Linked DNA regions of Mus musculus: regions 1, 2, 3 and 4 are each linked to region 5. Evidence: chromatin contacts called from public HiChIP or PLAC-seq and promoter capture Hi-C data. All regions are on one chromosome and are shown on one strand. The core of a region is the stretch at or near the end of the contact, and the rest is flanking DNA. Distances in the headings are between cores, read along the strand shown.

Region 1 (2,700 bases), core at 169-2,668, 1.0 Mb before region 5:
CTTCGCCTCCTGGATCCTTTCCTCTTTCTTTGGAGTAACTCACTATAGGATTAAGGTAGCGATGACTGGAAACTTAGCACCTTTTGTGCAGTTCTGAGGTTTTTGTTTGTTTGGTTTGGTCTTTCTTTATTGGGTAAGAATCAGGCTATAGCCCAGACTAGCTTGGAATTCACTGTATAGGACAAGTTGGCCTTGCTTCATTTGCCTCTGTGCTGGGATTAGATGTGAGCAAGCCAATTTGGCTAATTCCTGGAAATTCACATTAGGTCATTGTTTCTCAAACTTGTAGGTCGTGACCCCTTTGAAAGTTGAATGACTCTTTCACAGGGGTTACCTAAGACTATTGGAAAACACAGATATTTACATTACTGTTCTTATCAGTAGCAAAAAAAATACGGTTATGAAGTAGTGACAATAATAACTTTACGGTTGGGGGTCATCACATGAGAAACTGCATTAAAAGGTCATAGCATGAGGAAGGTTGAGAATTTCTGTTTTAGGTTCTACCAGTTCTGTATGATTAAGGGGTCAAAATGGGGAAATCGGGTTCAGTTTATGTCTAATATAGGTACTTAAGAAGTACGGAGGGTAAAGGAATGTGCTAGGAACTACCAGCAAAGACCATCACATACTGTCTTTTCAGTACACCCTAAGAGAGCTGAAATGGACTAAGGTTCTCTGTGTTCAACTAGGTTCTCAATGTTTTAGCCAGCTAATGCACTGGACATACTCGGCCACTTCTGCAGGGAGCCGGCCCCAGCATGTCCACGAAAAGGTATCAGTCAGTAAGCTTAAAAAAAAAAACAAAAAACAAAACAAAAAAACCCTATTCATAGCCATAGGACATGAGATCTTGGTGAGGTTACGGAGGACCCGAGTTCGCACCTCCTCCCAAGCCCTAGTTCTCACTGCGACCCAGAACTACTGTCTGGTTTTCCGATCCAATTAAGGAAAAACTTCCTTCTCCTGCCCTCACACAGAAATCGGTGTGCTGAGAGTACCAAGTTAGGGTGGCAATCTGTCATCAGTTGTTTTAAAGAGAGGGAGACCTCCGTAGCGACGCTAGGAATTTTAAACACTGGGGCTGGGGACGGTAAGAGACACAAAAGCAGACCCGGAGTCCCATTACGCGACACCCGGGATCACGCTGCGCGCCTGCAGCTAGGGTTGCGGAGCTGGACAGCGACTGCAGGAGGAAGGTGGGCCCAGAACCCCGGCGGGCCGCGGACGTGTGAACACCAACCCCCTTCCCCGGAGACCACAACTTCCACCTCACCGCGAGTCCGGGAGATGGCCCCACTCACCCTGGGGACAGGGACGTAAGACTTAGGGGGCCGGACACGAAACAGGTCCTGTTGGACCCTGTTACAGACCCACACAACGGAGAACAGAACAAAGAACGGAAACTGCCCCTCCCCATATCGTTTCCGGGTCGTCCTTTCTCACCACCCAGGACAACAAATGCCCACTTGCTCTCTCTAGGAAAATGGGAGGTCTTCATCTCTCGATGGTACGCTGATGGTGCTGTTCTCGATGGTGCTGGGAAACAAGGGCACCAGACTGCGCCACTTGCTGGCCAGGTTGGGAAGGGACGATGCGTAAGCTGAAGAAGTTGGAGGTCCAGGAAATTCAGGGCACAAGTTCTAGTGGCTCTGAGAGAGAGAGTACACCATCACCTCCATAGCAAGAGAGAGAGTACACCATCACCTCCATAGCAAATATATGAAACTTGAAGAATCCTTTAATATAAATGTGCACCATTGGCTGGTCGTGATGGCGCACGCCTTTAATCCCAGCGCTGGGGAAGCACAGTCAGGCAGATCTCTGTGAGGCCAGCCTGGCCTATGATACAAAACAAAACAAACAAACAAAAAAATAAATAAATAAAAGTGCACCATGGGTTTTGGTTTTTGTTTTGTTTTTCTGGTTTTTTTTTTTTTAAGATTTATTTTATTTATTATATGTAAGTACACTGTAGCTGTCTTCAGATACCAGAAGAGGGAGTCAGGTCTTGTTACAGATGGTTTTGAGCCACCATGTGGTTGCTGGGATTTGAACACAGGACCTCCGGAAGAGCAGTCAGTGCTCTTAACCACTGAGCCATGTCTCCAGCCCCCGTTTTTGTTTTTTTTTTTTTTTTGTTTTTTTGTTTTTTTTTTTTTACTCATCAATTTTTCTTTAATTATTTTGAACATTCTCACTAATTAAGAAAATATTTTATTTCAAAACTTCTTATAGTAGAAAAAAGGATTACCTTTTTAACATGATTTCTCCACTGCTTGATAAGTATAATAGTTATATTTTTAAAATTTGGAATTTATGTTGGTGCTAATGATATTATATCCAAAATAGCACCATGGGTTTTTTTTTAAAGCACTCAGCACTCAGTTTTTAAAAGATTTATTTTAACCAGGCAGTGGTGGTGCACGCCTTTAATCCCAGCACTTGGGAGACAGAGGCAGGTAGATTTCTGAGTTCGAGGCCAGGCTGGTCACAGAGTGAGTTCCAGACAGCCAGGGCTACATAGAGAAACCCTGTCTCAAAAAAAGCAAGACAAAAAATTATTTTAATAGATTTAATATTTATTTGAAGATTTAGTATTTTAATGAGTGTTTTTCTCCTGCATACACACACACATACACACACACCTGATTCAGATATAGGTCAGATGAAGCCATCACATCTTCTGGAACTGGAGTT
Region 2 (2,700 bases), core at 41-2,540, 1.4 Mb before region 5:
TTGGTTTCACCAGAAATGATCTTATTACCTTTAAGGTTCCAGCTGTGTTTTGCATTATAAGGAGAAACCCTCTTAGTCACAGGAGTTACAGGCTTATCCAAATGCAGACTCCGAGTACTGGTCACCTGCCTTCACAACCATCAGCATTAGCTGCCGGCTTTCTTTTAATGCGTATGTGCTAAATGAATGCTGCACATCTGTGTGTGTAGGTGCAGTCTCCCCATTTATGTGTGTGTGTGTAGAGGCCAGAAATGAACATCAAGGTGTCTTCCTCTATCACTGCCCACCTTATTTGTTAAGGCAGGGACTCGATGTGAGCCTGGAGCTCCATGTTTTGGCTAGGTTGGCTGGCCATTGAGCCCCGGGGGTTATTGGGTTTTACACAGATGCAGACGCAGGGGATCCAAACTCAGATTCTTTCTTATTCGTTCCTTTCCTTTGTTTTTGCTTTTCAAGACAGGGTTTCTCTGTGTAGCCCTGACTGTCCTGGAACTCACTCCGTAGACCAGGCTGGCTTCGAACTCAGAAATCCGCCTGCCTCTGCCTCCCAAGTGCTGGGATTAAAGGCGTGTGCCACCACGGCCCAGCTGCTTCTAACTCCTAAGCCGTCATTGCTTTTTAAAAATGTCTCTGTGTGTTGTGTGTATGTGGTGGTGTGGTTTGGTGGACTGAGAGACTAGGATGTGGATTTTCCTTAGTCTAAGTGTGCATCAGAGGACAACAGAAAGGAGTCAGTTCTCTCCTTCCACCACGTGTGACCCTGGAATTGTCAGTCTTGATGGCAATCGCCTTTACCCTCTGAACCAACCCCCAGGATATGGATTTAAAATTAAGGCAATATTCCGTCAATTCCCTTAGTACTTCCTTATGCAAATATCAGAATCCAGGGATTTTGCAACGAATCTGCTTCCACGTACAGGGAAGATTTGATCGGCGTTCAAAAATGACCAAAACCTTCAGGAAGGGGGGTGGGGGCGCCACTCGGGACCTCTAGATGCGAGAGCAGCGAGGATATTGTTACAGTGAAAGAGGACTAACGCTTTAATCCCAGAACAAATGAGCATTAGAGTCTGACAGGCAAAGACGCCACACCCCCGTTCCCTAAGGAAAAGTAGTCTAGATAGGAATCCGTAGAGTACCTAGGGCACCGTCGCTCTAACGCCCCGCCTTAAAGGCGAAGTTAGCGTGTGAGGGCGGAAGTGCGTCCGGAAGCTGGAGGGCGGAGCGGTGGGAATGACGTCCAGGAGCGCCAATGGAGTGGCGCGGCGGGCGTGTCTTACTCCGGTGGGTAAGGGCTAACGGTTTCCGGTAGTGGTAGCCCCGGAGGGTGGGAGAAAAGAGGAGACCCCGCGTCCTGAAACCCCGAGCCTTTAGAACAAGATGATGGGCTTCGGGGCGTCTGCGTTAGAGTCCATTGAAGGCGAAGAGGCCCTGGAGGTCCCGGGGCCACCCCCGGAGCCGCGAGCCCCGGAACCCCGAGCCCCAGAGCCCGAGCCGGGCTTGGACTTGAGCCTTAGCCCGAGCCCGCTGCCCGAAAGTCCGAAGGCGCGGAAGAGCAGCCCGGGTCAGCGGAAGGGGCGGCGGGGCGGTAGCCGGAGGGGGCGGCAGGTGAGCGGCGTGAAGGCCCGGCCCCCCGCCCGCCGAGCGCCCCGGGATCTGCAGCTCACGGTTCCGCCCTCCACTCCCAGGTTCGTTTTCAACTGGCGCCGCCCTCCCCGGTGCGGTCCGAGCCGCTGCTGGTGGCCGGTGCACCGGGCGACGATCATGAGCTGGAGGCACCGGCCCTGCAGAGCAGCCTGGCTTTGAGTCTGGAGCTGCAGAACGCGCGCGCCGCTGTCGCCAGCGGCCAGTTTGATGCCTCCAAGGCGGTAGAGGAGCAGCTGAGAAAGTCGTTCCGGACCCGCTGTGCCCTGGAGGAGACCGTGGCGGAGGGTGAGGGGGGCAGGCGGCCGGCCGGGCGCGGTGGTCTGGGTGAAGGGCGATCCTCAGTCCCGCCTTCCCTGCGCTCGCAGGGTTGAACGTGCCGCGCTCTAAGCGACTCTACCGAGACCTGGTGAGTCTGCAGGTGCCCGAGGAGCAGGTACTGAACGCGGCGCTGAGGGAGAAGCTGGCGATGCTGCCACCGCAGCCCCGAGCCCCGCCCCTGAAGGTGAAGGAAGGGATGCAGGGACCTGGACATCCCTCTACCCCCTGGGCTCTCTTCCTCCACCTCGAGTGTAACCTGCTTCACCTTCCCATAGGAGGTGCTCGGGCCGGGCCCAGACATGACCATGCTGTGCAACCCAGATTCTCTGTGGTCCGAATCTCCGCACTTGACAGTGGATGGGCTGCCCCCACTAAGGCTTCAAGCCCGGCCCCGCCCTTCAGAAGATACCTTTCTCATGCATCGGATGCTGAGGCGCTGGGAAGCGTAGCCCTCATAACTCTGGAATGCTAGTCTGTAATTTTGTTAGTTTTTTTTTTTTTTATAATAGAATAAAATGTTTCCCCCCCTAAATTACCGAACTGTTCTTGGGAGTTTAGATAGGATTAAACTGCTTCAGGGTCTTCTACCCTTTTCCTGCCCCGACCCCCATGGCAAGTGGAAAGCACTGTCCCAAGTGTGGGGTCAGACCTTCCTCTCCATTTAAATCCCCAGCTTTAGTTATTAGAACTTGAGCCTTAGCCTGACACCGAGGCTCCAAGAATGTCCCAGCACTT
Region 3 (2,700 bases), core at 125-2,624, 1.0 Mb before region 5:
AGAAACCCACTTTCACTTAAGACGAAACCTATGAACTAGTTAGTTAAATGAACATTGAAAACAAATCGACCAAGTTCTCCCCAAAGTAGGCAGTGTTCCTTTTCACAAGTCCGTTTTTACACAGAGAAGAATATAGGTCTTCGGGCAGCTACAAGAGTCTTACCCAACCTTCCCAAGAGAATTCCACACTCTGTCTTAATTAGGAATCTCAGTTTCTTCAATTCTCTCAGCTCGCTCCCAATCGACTTAAGGTCCTCGGCTCTCGCTCTACCAGTACAACTCTTTTTCTTAGGCTCCCGCCAGGACGTCCGCCACTAGGCCTCCTCTGCACTCATGCCCGGCTCCCGCCACTGCTTCCGCTCTTAGTAAACAAAGAAGCACATGGGCCCAGATTCCAGCCGCCTCACAGCCCAGGATTCCTCCGCCCGAGACGGGTGGCCGAGCGGGGATTGGCCAGAACGCCAAAGGGCCATTCGGGTCCACCACACTGCCACCTTTCGCCACCGGGCGCTTAGCCTCCCAATTCTAGGCACGCCCCTACCTACTGCAGCTATCTCCGAGGCCACCGCGCGGAAGGACACTGTTTACACACGACAGTCCCAAGATCGGGTAGCGCCACTTCCGCCCGCCTCTACTTCCGCTTGGAGGGCGGCCGAAAACAACCAATCGCGGCGCGTAGCGGTCTGGCAAGCCCCGCCTCTGGACTTCGGCCAGTCTCCAGTGGACGCGGGAATTCGCTAGCGCCCCGAGCAGCAGAGGCTGGCCCAGTAACCTAGTCCCTTGGGTCACGTATTGAATGCATTGAACCAAGTCACCCGGTCTCTACCGAGCGCGCCCCTCCTTTGTGGACTCCACTGGGTTCTCTCCATAACACAAACACATCACCTTTTCCAAGGAGGATTGCTTCCTCCATCCTTGACGCCCACTGCTTATTGCAGGCGCAGTTCGCCTGTCCTCGGAGTCACAGATCCCGGCTCACTCCCCCTCCCCCGCCCGACCCCAAGACTCCAGCACCCCTCAACAGGTGCAGGTAGAAGTTTCCCTCCGAGGACGCCGCCCCCAGCCCTATAGATCTTCACCTTTTTCGATCGCGTAGTCCTTAAGCGCCATCGCTGCCGGGGACGGTGTGGCAGGACTTGAAGGGCTCAAAAATCTCTCTCTGGGGAAGCAGAAAACGAACGCGCGGCGGGACGTAGCCGGCCAACCGAAATTGGCGCGAAACGTCGTCACCCATGTGACCCGTGCGGCTGAGAACCCGCCAATCAGATAGGGGGTTCCCAACTGCTGCCAGCCCCTAACTTTAACCAATCAATGGACGAGTCTAGATTGAATGACAAGGGGCTTGAGGGCGGGCCGTTGAAAGATTGCCAGATCCTGGCGGGTTGGACACCCTGTTTCCCGCGGTTCGAAATTAATGCTCGCGAGTGTGTGTGTGGGAGGAGTGTTTCTTAAAGCGCCAGCCTCCGTGCGGCCTTTTGTTCCGCGTCCACAAGGCGGGGTGGGTTCAACTTTCACCGTGTTCTCGTCTATCCTCCAGAACCGCCATGATTTCCCAGTTCTTCATTCTGTCTTCCAAGGGGGATCCGCTCATCTATAAAGACTGTATCCTTTGACCCGGGAGACGGGGTAGGGTAGCTGGGTAGAAATCGAATCCAGATCAGTCTGTGTCGCCTGTTCCTTAACTATCTTTCCACCTGGCTAGTCCGCGGGGACAGTGGTGGTCGTGATGTGGCAGAGCTCTTCTACCGGAAGCTGACGGGACTGCCTGGAGGCGAGTCCCCGGTTGTCATGGTAACTACTGTGGTTGGTGTGCAGGGCCTTAGAACTGTGGAGGTGGGTGAGTGCCTCCTCCCTGTCAAGGGCAGCTTGGTAGGAAGCTTGGGGGCGGGGGTGTGTGTGTGGGGAGGATTTGTTTATAAATGTTTTGAGTACTAACAAGAAGCCAGTTACAGAGCCATGCACCCTATTTTTTGACTATCAACAACTTTGAGAGGTAGATACTACCTTTCCACGTTAGGCGGCCAGGTCTTAGATCTGGGGCATCGCCCATCACTAGTAGACCTCAGGGTGCCATCTTGCAGGTTTCCTTACTACAATTCTGGTCTTTTCTTAATGGCCTCTGTCCTCAACTCTGCCTCAGTATCACGGTGATCGTCATTTTATTCACATCAGACACAGTGGGCTCTATTTGGTGGCCACAACCTTAGAAAACGTCTCTCCTTTCAGCCTTCTGGAGCTGCTTTCCCGGTGAGTAGAGTTGGGACAGGCACTTAAGAAGGAGGGCGTGTGAGGTTTATTCACACATAATTTGCTGTGTTTCCTTAGGCTAGCCACTCTCTTGGGTGACTACTGTGGCTCACTCAATGAGGGAACCATCTCACGCAATGTGGCGCTTGTCTACGAACTCCTGGATGAAGTGCTGGTAAAGCCCAAAAACTTTGGTCTTTTTAAGTTTATTTATTCACGTGTGTGTGTGTGTGTGTGTGTGTATTTGCCCACATCACTGCACATGTGTGGAGATCAGGTATCTTCTACTTGTTGTAGAATCTGCTAAATCCAATATAGATCCACCATAACTCAAGCACTAGGTCAATGCAGATGACAAAAAGGTATTGTAATCAAGCCAGTACTGATCAGTCAGGGCTGTAGAACAGACTCCTGAACTTGCCTAGCAGTTAAAGGCTGACACCACAAAGTGGA
Region 4 (2,700 bases), core at 181-2,680, 1.7 Mb before region 5:
GTGATAAAAAACCCACGTATTCCCCCCGGACACTGCCTGTCCTTCCTTCTCTACTCTGCCCTTCCTGAGAGTCTCCTACCCAGGACCCTAGAGGAACTTGCCCTGTTGCTGCCACTGCTGCCTCATTAGCCACTAGAGACTGAACTTGCCTCTTCCCATATGGTGAGGGAGCCTTCCGCCAGCCACAACCTGAGAACCCTGCTCCCACCTTGACCTTTTTTCTGAGGGGCAGTTGTTGATGTAGGGTAGGAGTTTAGGTCTTGGTTCCTATTCCTGTGGCCACACCCACCTGCTCAGAGCCTACCGTGAGTGGAGTGAGTACCTGTGGCTCTGGAAGTCCTGTCTGCTTAGTTTGTGCTGAAACCCAGCCCCCTCAGACAGATGCCCTAAGTTTTCTTTAGAGAAGTTGGCTTGTTCCAAGGCTTGTCATACTGCTTTATAAAATGGACCATTCCTCTATAGAACATAAGCGGCCCCAATGCCTGCCTGTCTTATTTTTTGAGACAGGGTCTCATATAGCCCAGGCTGGCCCTAAACTCTTATGTAGCCAGAAGTGACCTTAAATTTCTGAACCTCCTGCCTCTCTCTATCTCCCAAGTGTTTGGGATCAAAGCCGGGTGCTATATTCCTTGTTGGTGTGGTGTTGGGGGCAGAGTCTAGGGCTTCAAGTATGGTGAATAAGTGCCCCCCCACCCCCAGCCAAACTATATCCCCAGTCCAGTGATTGTTTCAGAATAGTCTTACTGTGTGCTGTCCCAGGTTGTCCCAGGAACTTGCAGTCCTCTTGCCTTTGTCTCCTGAGTGCTGGGATTACAAACATGGGCATTACAAAGCAGGCTTAAGTTTTGTGCTGAAAATCCTCACTGTATTCTGGGCACACTGGTTACCTCAGCCATCCCATGAGAGCACCTCTGACCAATGACCACATTGTCCCTTCTCCTGAGTGCACTGTACCCGGCAGCTGTGGGCCAGGGGCTGGGAGACTGTCTAATTCACTGGGGTAACCTCTCTCTTCCTCCTCTTCTCCCTAAGGATCTCTCCCAGATGTGAAAGTTTCTCCCAGGCACTTAGAGGCTAGAGCTAGTTGCTTGGGGATCCTAGTTCAGCGCAGCCCGGCCCCTGTGAGACCAGAGAGCCCTTGTTTCCCTGGACAGAACTGTCAGGTGAGTGTTGGGCCACCAGAGGGCGTCCCACTGAGCTGGAAGGGGCTCAGGCTTCAGTGTTCCCTCACTCCCTAGGACTCTCCCCTACCCTGACTCAGCTTTGGTTAACTCATGGTGTGAGTGGTCACCTGTCTGGTGTAGGTGAGTTCAATGCCAAAATGTCTCACCGTCTAGATGGAGGCCTGTCACTGGCCCAGCAAAGTGCTGGCGCCATGACTGATCTGCCCTGCACCAGCTTACTCATGACTTGTCTGTGACCCTACAGGTATTTGGACAGTACTCTCCTGGTCCTGTCTCTGCCATTCATCCTTGACCTTTGAGAAGCATCGAAGCTCCACAATGGCAGCAGAGACACTCAACTTTGGGCCTGAGTGGTGGGTCACTTAAGCTCTGGTCCAGGGGAAAAGCTGGTGTAGGGGTGAAGGGCCACGTGGACCTCCGTCTCCCCTTTTTTTTTGTACCTGTTTTAGGCTGAGAGCCCTTTCGAGTGGTGGCAGCGTGGCCTCTCCACCCCCATCTCCTGCCATGCCCAAATACAAGCTGGCAGATTACCGCTATGGGCGAGAGGAGATGCTGGCCCTCTATGTCAAGGAGAACAAGGTGAGGTTTGGGATGGAGCACAGCTCCCTCGCCCATTTGCCTTATCTGTGAGTTGCCTCTGAGTGGTTAATATATTGGGCCTCCTGCCCCATCCCAGGTCCCGGAGGAACTACAGGACAAGGAGTTTGCTGCAGTGTTACAAGAGGAACCGCTGCAACCTCTGGCTCTGGAGCCTCTGACTGAGGAGGAGCAGGTGGGGCTGGGCCTAGGGTGGAGGAGGGAGGGGCTGGGCTTGGGAAGATGGGGGCTGACTGGGTGACGGTCCTCACTGCCATCCCTGGCTCCCTCCTCAGAGAAACTTCTCGCTGTCGGTGAACAGTGTGGCTGTGCTGAGACTGATGGGGAAAGGGGCTGGGCCCCCTTTGCCTGCCACCTCCCGTGGCAGGGGCAGCACTCGGAGCCGAGGTAGACAGCGACTCCTCGTATTTTTTAGGGGAGGAGGTGGGCAGAGTTGGAGTGGGTGGTGGCAAGGATACAGAGGGACACTGGAGGGTCCCAGACCCAGTGTAAACCCTCTTCTTCAGGGCGAGGCCGTGGTGACAGCTGCTTTTACCAAAGAAGCATTGAGGAAGGCGATGGGGCCTTCGGAAGGAATCCTCGGGAGATCCAGCGAAGCCAAAGCTGGGATGACAGGTGGGGATGACAAGATGGAGAGAGACGGGCAGAACGGAGGAGTGCCACTGAGCTGGAATAGGGTGACTAGAGGGACCAGAGACACCCAGCAGGCCAGCCCTGATCAGAGCCCCTGGGTCGTGTCTACCCAGCCTAGCACCCCCTGGGGAAGGGTGATGTTTGACCGACGCCTTTCTTCACAGAGGCGAGAGGCGGTTTGAGAAGCCTGCAAGGAGGGATGGAGGTATGAGCGTGTTGATGATGGTGGCCAGCATGGTCGGGAGGCAGTGGAGGTGGGGTTCCCAGGTAGGGGGATGGGGGGGGA
Region 5 (2,700 bases), core at 83-2,582:
GTTTGGTGGCCAGCAAGCTCCAGGGATTCCAGTCTCTGCTTTCCAGCACTGAGATGACAAACATACAGCACTAGGCTTTTGGTTTTTTTAAATTCGTATTCTGAGATTGAATTCAGGTCTTTACGCTTACAGTGCAAACATTTTACTAACTAATCCATCTTCCCAGCTCCAGACCCTTTCTAAAAAGTGTAAAACCAGCCAGGCATGGTGGTAAGTGCTACTGGTCCCAGTGGAGGCAGGCAGAGCTACATAGCAAGTTCCAGGGCAGCCAGGACTACATGGAGACCCTCTCTAAAAAAAAAAAAAAAAAAAATTAATTAATTTTTTTAAAATGTAAAAGCCAAGGTCTGGAAGGATGGCTCAGCCATTAAGAGCACTTGCTGGTCATTCGGGGACTGTAGTTTGGTTGCCAGCATCCCCTTTTGGCAGCTCTGGGGCATTTGAGACCTTTGTAGGCACACACACACACACACACACACACACACACACACACACATTCATCATCCACTTAAACAGACATACACACAAACACACTTTTAGAAAAGAGTGAAAGCTAGCCAGCTGCCTGTGGCATATGGTAGTAATCTCAGTGCTTGGGAGGATAAAGCAGGAGGATTGTGGCAAACTGGAGGTCAGTCAGGGCTATGTCGTGAATTCTAGGCCACAGTGAGACAGTTAAAAAAGGAAAAACCAAGAGGGGCGTGGTGGCACACGCCTGTAAGTCCTGCTTCGCAGAGGCTGGCTTATCTCTGCGAGTTCAACGCCAGTCTGGTCTACAGTAGAGTTTTAGGGCAGTCAAGGTTACAGAATAAAACCCTGCCTATAAACAAAACAAATGCAATTCAAGGTTTTGCAAAACTGCGCAAGTGAGAGAGGGCCTGGTGGGTGGAGTCCCCAGGAGAAAAGGCTCTGGCTTCCAGCCCGCAGGGCAGGGCAGGGCAGGGCGTCGGAGGTTTCCTGCAAACGCTACGCGGGGACAACTGAGAAGAGGATGTGTTTGGGAGCCCACTGCTCCTTCAGCAGGAGTCGGATCTTCTGGGCCCACTGAAGCCCTGCCTGGAACTCAGCGCGCGCGTGCGCCTCTGCACAGAATCCTAATTCTAACGCCACCGGAGAGGAGCAGCCTCCCTAGGTGCGGCCCCTCAAGTCCCAGCGCGCCCGCTCCGCCCACTGACGCCACACGTCCCGCCCTTTCCCCGCCCCCCGCAGGGCCGTGGCGGGTCAGCGGCCTCCCCATTGGCCTGGAGCTTCAGCAGGCGCGCTTGGGATTGACGGACGTTCGCGTCGCTCCCGCCTCCGATCCCGGCGCGGCGCGCGATTGGCTGTAGATGTGGGGAGTCTTCGGTCCCGGGCCTGGGCGGTGCGGACGAGGCCTGAGGCGGCGGCGCGAGGCAGGTGAGCTGCGGCCAGCGGGCTGTAGGGGACGAGTAGGCGGGTGGGCGCTGCGGACTCCTCTCGGGTACTAGGGACTGTCTCAGGGCGGGCCGGGATGTAGGTTGCAGGGATGGCCCCAAGTGGGAACCGCCAACTGGCCACGACGCGCGTGACGCCCTTCGCGTTGCCAGGCCGCGCGCGCCCCGGCGCCCTGAGTCCAGTTGTCTCGTGTGCCCGGGCACTCTGGTTCCCCTTCGCCCCGGACCCCTGCGTGTTGGGTTCCGGGGTCTCCTGCCACCCGTCGAGGCGCACCCACGCAGGCGCCATCCCCGGGGCGCTCCCTTCTGGGGCACAGGTGTTGTAGGTGCGGCGATGGGCGCGGGCCCGGTAGCGAGTCCCTGGCCTGCACACCCTGCCACCAGCTTGTTATCCCGTGTTAGTTGCCTTCGCCCCCAGCCCGGCACGCAGGACGGTACCAAAGCTGGCCCGCTGGAGCTTTTTTGGATGCAGCCGGGGGGACCCGATGCAGTCAGCCCGGCGAACTTTGGTGCTCCCCGCTGTGTAGAGTGAAGTGTAGTCCTGCGGTGTGCGCTTCGCGCCTCCTGGACCAAATACTAATTAGATTTTACCATTCCGTCCATTGCACCGGTGTCGAATTTTAACCTGACTGTTCATACATTTTAGATCTCTCCTAAGGTCTTTTCTTTTTTCTTTCTGCGTCCCAACCTCATGTTCCTTTTCGGTCCTTTGTTTGTGTCAGGAGACAGGGTCTCATTTACGTACTTCTGACTGTCTCGGCTGTGTAGACCAGGCTGGTCTCACAAAGATCCAGACTGTGTCTGCTTCCTAAGTGCTGGGGTAAAAGGGATGTGTGCAACTAAGCTGGCATCTTGAAACAGGTCCTCAGATAGCCCAGGCCCGCCTAGAATTGACTATATAGTAGAAGATGATCTTGAGTTCCTAACCCTCTTGCTTCCACGTACCTAGGATTAGATCACAGGTGTGCACAGCCCTGTGGGTCCAGCCCTGGGTATGTTCTTGAGCAGAGTTGCAGTAATTTCTGGTTCTTCTCTCTTTTGGTTTCCTCGGCCAGGCCAGTCTTGAACTCTTTGCTTTTTCGAGACAGGGTTTCTCTATACAGCTCTGGTGATCCTGGAACACCCAGAGATCCACCTGCCTCTGAACCCAAGTGCTGGGATTGAAGGCGTGTGCCACCACTGCCCGGCTCAGGCCGGCACTTTTATAGCGTGCAGGCTGTGGAGAACTCTACCCAGGCTGTGGGGACTGGGCATGAGTCTATGCTCTAGTCACCAGAGGGTCTGATAG

The links. Promoter capture Hi-C pulls out the DNA fragments that hold promoters and counts their contacts. HiChIP or PLAC-seq counts read pairs in DNA pulled down with a chosen protein or histone mark.
Region 1: an H3K27ac HiChIP or PLAC-seq map of microglia shows a contact between it and region 5, with 6 times the contacts expected there. The contact joins the promoter of Zfp113 here to the promoter of Sun1 in region 5. A contact is called at or near these places in 4 of 39 promoter capture datasets (the 3T3-L1 cell line, cranial neural crest, hippocampal neurons and 1 more) and 2 of 115 datasets of contacts at active chromatin or transcription factors (large pre-B cells and microglia).
Region 2: a contact with region 5 is called in an H3K4me3 HiChIP or PLAC-seq map of embryonic stem cells, with 5 read pairs. The contact joins the promoter of Ppp1r35 here to the promoter of Sun1 in region 5. A contact is called at or near these places in 1 of 39 promoter capture datasets (erythroid cells) and 1 of 115 datasets of contacts at active chromatin or transcription factors (embryonic stem cells).
Region 3: a contact with region 5 is called in a promoter capture Hi-C map of pre-B cells, with 3 times the contacts expected there. The contact joins the promoter of Ap4m1 here to the promoter of Sun1 in region 5. A contact is called at or near these places in 7 of 39 promoter capture datasets (the 3T3-L1 cell line, cranial neural crest, embryonic stem cells and 3 more), 1 of 484 Hi-C or Micro-C datasets (B cells), 4 of 115 datasets of contacts at active chromatin or transcription factors (astrocytes, embryonic limb bud, extraembryonic endoderm stem cells and 1 more) and 2 of 9 other capture datasets (adipose tissue and liver).
Region 4: an HNF4G HiChIP or PLAC-seq map of pancreatic cancer cells shows a contact between it and region 5. The contact joins the promoter of Gigyf1 here to the promoter of Sun1 in region 5. A contact is called at or near these places in 1 of 39 promoter capture datasets (liver) and 1 of 115 datasets of contacts at active chromatin or transcription factors (pancreatic cancer cells).

Annotation. Positions count from the first base shown.
Region 1 is chr5:138,154,326-138,157,025 of GRCm38.p6, forward strand. It overlaps Zfp113 (zinc finger protein 113), which reads right to left and starts at 1,419. Exons shown (of 5, transcript NM_019747.4): 1 at 1,305-1,419.
Region 2 is chr5:137,777,614-137,780,313 of GRCm38.p6, forward strand. It overlaps Ppp1r35 (protein phosphatase 1, regulatory subunit 35), which reads left to right and starts at 1,291. Exons shown (of 4, transcript NM_027242.5): 1 at 1,291-1,608; 2 at 1,689-1,932; 3 at 2,013-2,149; 4 at 2,241-2,494. The coding sequence starts at 1,381. The coding sequence ends at 2,414.
Region 3 is chr5:138,170,647-138,173,346 of GRCm38.p6, forward strand. Ap4m1 (adaptor-related protein complex AP-4, mu 1) reads left to right here and starts at 1,375. Exons shown (of 15, transcript NM_021392.4): 1 at 1,375-1,602; 2 at 1,703-1,791; 3 at 2,141-2,247; 4 at 2,326-2,422. The coding sequence starts at 1,545. It overlaps Mcm7 (minichromosome maintenance complex component 7), which reads right to left and starts at 1,237. Exons shown (of 15, transcript NM_008568.3): 1 at 1,080-1,237. The coding sequence starts at 1,110.
Region 4 is chr5:137,517,450-137,520,149 of GRCm38.p6, forward strand. It overlaps Gigyf1 (GRB10 interacting GYF protein 1), which reads left to right and starts at 1,431. Exons shown (of 24, transcript NM_031408.2): 1 at 1,431-1,537; 2 at 1,634-1,763; 3 at 1,861-1,956; 4 at 2,057-2,168; 5 at 2,288-2,396; 6 at 2,579-2,619. The coding sequence starts at 1,503.
Region 5 is chr5:139,199,305-139,202,004 of GRCm38.p6, forward strand. Sun1 (Sad1 and UNC84 domain containing 1) reads left to right here and starts at 1,333. Exons shown (of 23, transcript NM_024451.2): 1 at 1,333-1,395.